Linked DNA regions of Hordeum vulgare: region 2 is linked to region 1. Evidence: chromatin contacts called from public Hi-C data. All regions are on one chromosome and are shown on one strand. Each heading gives the region's core, a stretch centred on a gene start, on an enhancer-like site or on the middle of the called end of the contact. The rest is flanking DNA. Distances are from core to core; before and after follow the strand shown. Region 1 holds the start of LOC123448728 (protein transport protein yos1-like). Region 2 overlaps LOC123448731 (COP1-interacting protein 7-like).

Region 1 (2,700 bases), core at 52-2,551:
GAACTTTTTCTAAAAATTACAAACATTTTTTGAAGTTCTGAATGTTTTTGAAAAACTGCAAGTATTTGAATTTATAACATTTTCTAAAAAGAAAAAACATTTTTTGTATTTGAAAAAAGTAATTGAAAATCCGAAACATTTTTTTAAATCCAATACATTTTTTGAAAAAGAAACAGAAAACAATAAAGAAAAAACGAAAAAAACGGTTAGAAGCCTTTTAGAAATTTGCCAAAACAAAAAAACCGATCGAAAACCTCTAAATTCCCAAAACCGGAATCAGTTAAGCGCTAATGGAGCAGCCCATTAAATTCCCTTGCCTTCTTTTTTTCCCTGCGAGCGGTAAATAGAAGATTCCTGCACGGGCCCACTCATGGGACCTCCTATGCGCCGCTGGTTGCGGCAACTGCCGAGCGGATGCACAGGGGGTCGCCCCGACTGGGCCTGCCCAAGTTAGCCACCAGTAGCGAATGTGAAGACCACAAAAAAGATGTTAGCGATCAGCAATTAAAAAATCTGAAACATTTCAGGAAAAATATCAGAATATTATTTTTTAGTTTCAGAACATTTGTTCATAATTTGGAACATTTTTTTAAATTCCGGAACATTTATTTAAATCTGGAACATGTTTTTGAATTCTGGAACAGTTTTTAAAATTCCTGAACATTTTTTTAAAATTCTGGAACATATTTTGAATTTTGGAACATTTTTCAAATTCCAAAATATTTTTCCAAACTCTGAAACATTTTTTCAAATTCTGGAACATTTTTAAAATTTTAACCTCTTTTCACATTTTTAAAAATTCCAGAACATTTTTTAAAATTCCGAAACATTTTTTAAAATTCTGAAACATTTTTTTAATTGCTTGAACATTTTTAAAATTCTGGAACATTTATCAAATTTTGAAATATTTTTTAAATCCAAAACACTTTTTGAAATTTCGGAACATTTTTTCAAAATTCAGAACATTGTTAAAACAGAAACAGAAAAAAAACAAAAAAGAATAATAAAAAACTAGTTCTGGAAATCTTCTAGAAAGTTATCAAAACCGAAAAAAACCGGTTGAAAACCTCTACAAGGTTCCCAAAACCGAAGCTGTTGGCATGTAAATGGACCGGTGCATTACCAAACGCAGCGTGGGAGCCCCTGTGCGAAGCCTGCACATTTAGACACATAATGCGGCGAATAGGGATTTACCCCATCCATCGCGGCAATACGAAGGCTGCACAGTTCAAAAATAAAATAAAATACAGAGGCCTGCACCTTCAATTTCGGCCTAATTGGCTGCAAAAAGAAACGTTTCGGGCCTTTTCTTTCCTCCTTCCACCACGAGACAGAGGAAGGGGTCGAGAGAGGACAGAGGTGGCAGCCAGATCGACGCAGCGCCCAGGCAGATCCTGCACGGCGGAGCAGGTATGGTCTTCGCCCTTCAGTTCCCTTCTTCCTCCGCAGCTGATCCTTGCCCTCCTCCGGTGCCATCCCTTTCCGTTCTCTCCGGCGCTGCTTGCCGCAGTCAGATTCCATCTGACCACTGCAGCCCGCGGCTGCAGTCCCATCCGTCGTCGCCCCTTCCCTTCCTTCCTGGACCTGCGAACTGCGGTGGCCCTCCGCCGGAGGCCATCTCTTCTCCCTTGGCCCTCCGCCCTCGCTGCCGCAGGCCATAACCAAGAGGGCTCCCCTTCTTGGTCCACCACAACGGCTCCCCTTCTTCCTCCATAATTCTTCCTCCACCCTTCTTCCTTAGCTCCTGGTCCTCCTCTGTGTAGCCAGCCCTCTACTTTTTCTCCCTCCCTCCCCTGGTTGTCTTGTTCATATTCATTTGCTAACCAATGTTGTGTTCTCTTGTTGCAGGTTGGCTCAAAAATTGGAACCCCTCTAGGCCGATCTGAGGTATGATGATGATGCAAAATTGTGCACCAGTAAGATAATGTATACTCCCTCCGTTCCTAAATATAAGTCTTTTTAGAGATTTCACTAGGGACTACGTACAGATGTATATAGACATATTTTAGAGTGTATCTTCACTCGTTTTGCTCCGTATGTAGTCCCCAGTAAAAACCACTAAAAAGACTTATATTTAGGAACGGAGGGAGTATGATGCATGCTTATGTGGTGGTCTGATGCATGCTTATGTGGTTGTCTGGTGCATTCTTGTGTGGTTTTGTCTGATGGATATGATGCTTGCTTATGTGTGATATCATGCATGCTTGTCATGTATTATATATTGAATGATGCATGGTTATATTGAATTTAGCCCAAAATTAACATGATACATGTGCATTGTAGCTGCATCATGTCACAAATGAATTTGATTGCTTCCGTTACCAAAGAGAACAAAGAAGAAAAAGGAAAAGGATCATATTGACAGGATGCATGTTGAGTCGGTTTGTCTTGTCCTAGCTTATCTTAGTACGCAGAGAGCACAGAAGAGTGTACGGTGCTTTAGTGATGAAGGAGCTTCGATATGTTCATAGGAAGTACTTGCTGAAAGAAATGTATGATGGGTCAGAAGTAACTTGCTATGATGAGTTGCCTTAACTAAAAGAAATTTCCATGATCTTTGCACGATGTTGTGTATGAAGTGTGGTCCTCGATTTCTAGAATATTTGATGATTTTTTTTACTATATAATCATCCAATTATAGTCACACATTCTACAACTTCTGTTTTCATGCATATACTAATGTTGCTATGCAACTCCATA
Region 2 (2,981 bases), core at 271-2,770, 860 kb before region 1:
ACATTTAACTTCAGAGCTGATCGAATGGTGATGCTTGCGAAGGCGCTAGAGTACGAGGATTTCGACAAATTCGACCGTGTCAGATTCCCCAAGGTTCGCTATGCTGGTATGCTTCAGTATGACGGCGAACTGAAGCTGCCAAGTCATTACCTTGTTGCTCCCCCGGAGATCGAGAGGACGTCCGGTGAGTACCTGGCGCACAATGGCGTACGCATCTACGCTTGCAGGTACACACTTTCAGGTGTGCTGTGTAAAGAGCCTCTCTTATCTCTCAACATTCTAGTATATACTTGAGCATATCTTGTGGTTTTGACATGTAGCGAGACTGTGAAATTTGGTCATGTCACCTTTTTCTGGAACGGGAACCGGTCGGGCTGCTTCAACCCAAACCTCGAGAAATACGAAGAAATTCCAAGTGACACTGGTATAGCCTTTAATGAACAGCCAAGAATGAAGGCCGTGGAAGTTGCAGAGAAGGCACGGGGTGCCATCCTAAGTGGCAAATTTGATCAGGTACTTGGCACAATGAGATGCTCCTCAAGCATAAGTCCATGCATGCATGTGCAAGTAGACAAATGAGATAGTACTCATTTGTACAACCTCTCTACCAAAATAATTGTATTTATTATTATTATTATTTTGGTACAGAGGGAGTAACTGTTAGCAACTACTCGTACTACGGTACTGGTGTCTAGTAGTAGTGAAAAGAATGACGTGGTGGTTTTGTAGGTACGGGTAAACATCCCGAATGGAGACATGGTTGGGCACACAGGTGACCTTGAAGCCACCATCGTTGGGTGCAAGGCCGCTGATGAAGCCGTCAAGGTACGTACGTACGTACGCATGGCATCCCCGCAGTGCACGCCTATCACGAATGGAGCTGGTGTTGACGCGTGAAAGGATGTGCTTGCTTGCTTACTACTGTATGATGGTCACAATTGTCTCTCTGATTCAGATTATTCTTGACGCCATCGAACAAGTAGGCGGCATCTTCGTGGTCACCGCAGACCATGGCAATGCCGAGGACATGGTGAAAAGAGACAAATCCGGGAAACCAATTCGCGACAAAGACGGGAATGTGCAGCCCCTTACCTCGCACACACTGAATCCAGTGAGTCCGCATCGGATATGCTTGTTTGCTTCATCATCCCACGTCCAACGACGACGAGTGTCTCGAGTTCTCACCGTCTTTCTTAACTGAACCCGGCACGCTGCAGGTCCCCATCGCCATCGGAGGTCCAGGGCTTGCGCCAGGGGCTGGATTCCGGAAGGACCTTCCGGATGCCGGGCTCGCTAACGTTGCGGCCACACTCATCAACCTCCATGGTTTTGAGGCCCCTCGTCACTATGAGCCAACTCTTATCCAAGTCTCTGGCGCCTCCCTTCTGAATCCTTCATCTGCCCCTCCCCTTCCCTTTCTCTAAGTCGCTGCTGGATACCTGTGATGGGCACGGCCATGCTTATGTGTGCAGTAGTAAATAAATGTCCACCTGGGCTCACCTATGTATTTTTTTTCTTCCCTTTGAATGGACTGATGTCCACCACTTCTGTCTGTATCTATGTGTGGCGTGATCGTATGCGGTTGCGGTGTCTATTTCGGGCCTCTTTTTCCTGGGTAGAGGTTTGTTGAAAAAGCATTTCAGATCATGGTAACCGAGTGAAATCTAATCAGGAGCGTTTACTCAAATTTAGTGAGAATCTTGACGCCAAACAGCTAAATGAGAACAAATTTAGTGAGAATCTTGACGCCAAACAGCTAAATGAGGACAAATTTAGTGAGAATCTTGACGCCAAACAGCTAAATGAGGACAAATTTAGTGAGAATCTTGACGCCAAACAGCTAAATGAGAACAAATTTAGTGAGAATCTTGACGCAAAAAAGCTAAATGAGAACAAATTTAGTGAGAATCTTGACGCCAAAAAAGCTAAATGAGAACAAATTTAGTGAGAATCTTGACGCCAAACAGCTAAATGAGAACAAATTTAGTGAGAATCTTGACGCCAAACAGCTAAATGAGAACTTGGAACAACAAGTCATATAAGCCTTCAGAGTTTTAGCTTCAAATCTCAGAGGTTGGCGACACCAACAGTGGATCATCAATCAGTTCTAGTCAAGCTGCCTGATATAACCAACTAACTGGATGCAGTTAAATCTGTCTTCTGCGGCAGTTATCAGTCAAGATCACCAGCAAAAAGGAAAGAAGGAGAAAGGTAACATACCAGTCCTCTCAAACAACTCCAAAAATACTTAAAAGATGTACAGCAAGACGAAGGAGACAGCGGGAAAGCAGAACCGGATACAAACAACCTGGCTCCGTTCTCAACAATCAATCACCTCAAACCATTTTTACATCTAACGGGGCCACGTATAACAACGGCATGCATGCTATCTATCGAAGCTTTGACTCGGCGGTTTTGCTGCTCCGGAAGTTTGAGAGGGAGAAGAATGACCTTGATGCTGCTGCAAGTACAAAGAGGCACAAATGAATGTATTAGGGGTGCTTTCACGTCTACTCAACTCTAGATACAATACAAGTGAACATAATTTTGTTTTGGGTACAAGGAACTAGCCTTTAGTTGACGGTGCAGCTCCAGGTCTGTCCCGTAGCCTATCCGAGCTCGTGGCATTGAAGCTGTTGGTGGTTGATTGAGCTGAAAAATAGGAGGTTTAGATTCAACAATGTATACCTGGAATTTTATTCATATAGGAAAATAATTATTTCGTGAACATGACAAATATTCAGGGACAACGGTACTCTAGTGGCTGTATATTTCACAGAAACACATAGCTGTTCTGTTTATGTAGATTTGCTTTGCGTTATTACGTTGCCGCGTGCACATTTGGAAGGAACTTTAGATGCAAAATACTGAGAGGCTCAAGCACTAAAGCGTGAGCTTGAAAAACTACAGTATGTTAGATGAGAAGCTCTCACTGAATTATGGCTGGAAAAGTACCTGATAAGATGCTATTAGTCTTGGAA

Evidence for each region. Hi-C and Micro-C count contacts between places; a contact is called where the count stands out from the background.
Region 2: a contact with region 1 is called in a Hi-C map of leaf, with 5 times the contacts expected there. The contact joins the enhancer-like site here to the promoter of LOC123448728 in region 1. A contact is called at or near these places in 2 of 6 Hi-C or Micro-C datasets (leaf and seedling).

The regions. Positions count from the first base shown.
Region 1 is chr4H:399,642,134-399,644,833 of MorexV3_pseudomolecules_assembly, reverse strand. LOC123448728 (protein transport protein yos1-like) reads left to right here and starts at 1,301. Exons shown (of 3, transcript XM_045125708.1): 1 at 1,301-1,410; 2 at 1,849-1,887.
Region 2 is chr4H:400,500,595-400,503,575 of MorexV3_pseudomolecules_assembly, reverse strand. LOC123448731 (COP1-interacting protein 7-like) reads right to left here. Exons shown (of 11, transcript XM_045125718.1): 9 at 2,956-2,981; 10 at 2,572-2,652; 11 at 2,011-2,458. The coding sequence ends at 2,391. LOC123448732 (2,3-bisphosphoglycerate-independent phosphoglycerate mutase-like) reads left to right here. Exons shown (of 9, transcript XM_045125720.1): 5 at 1-227; 6 at 321-513; 7 at 730-825; 8 at 956-1,111; 9 at 1,218-2,266. The coding sequence ends at 1,424. Among protein-coding and RNA genes, the nearest start is that of LOC123448731, 7.2 kb to the right of the region's middle. Within about 2 kb of position 1,520, at least 1 of the 3 cell types and tissues checked has open chromatin away from gene starts, as enhancers often do. A contact at or near this core is called in leaf, where this site is marked.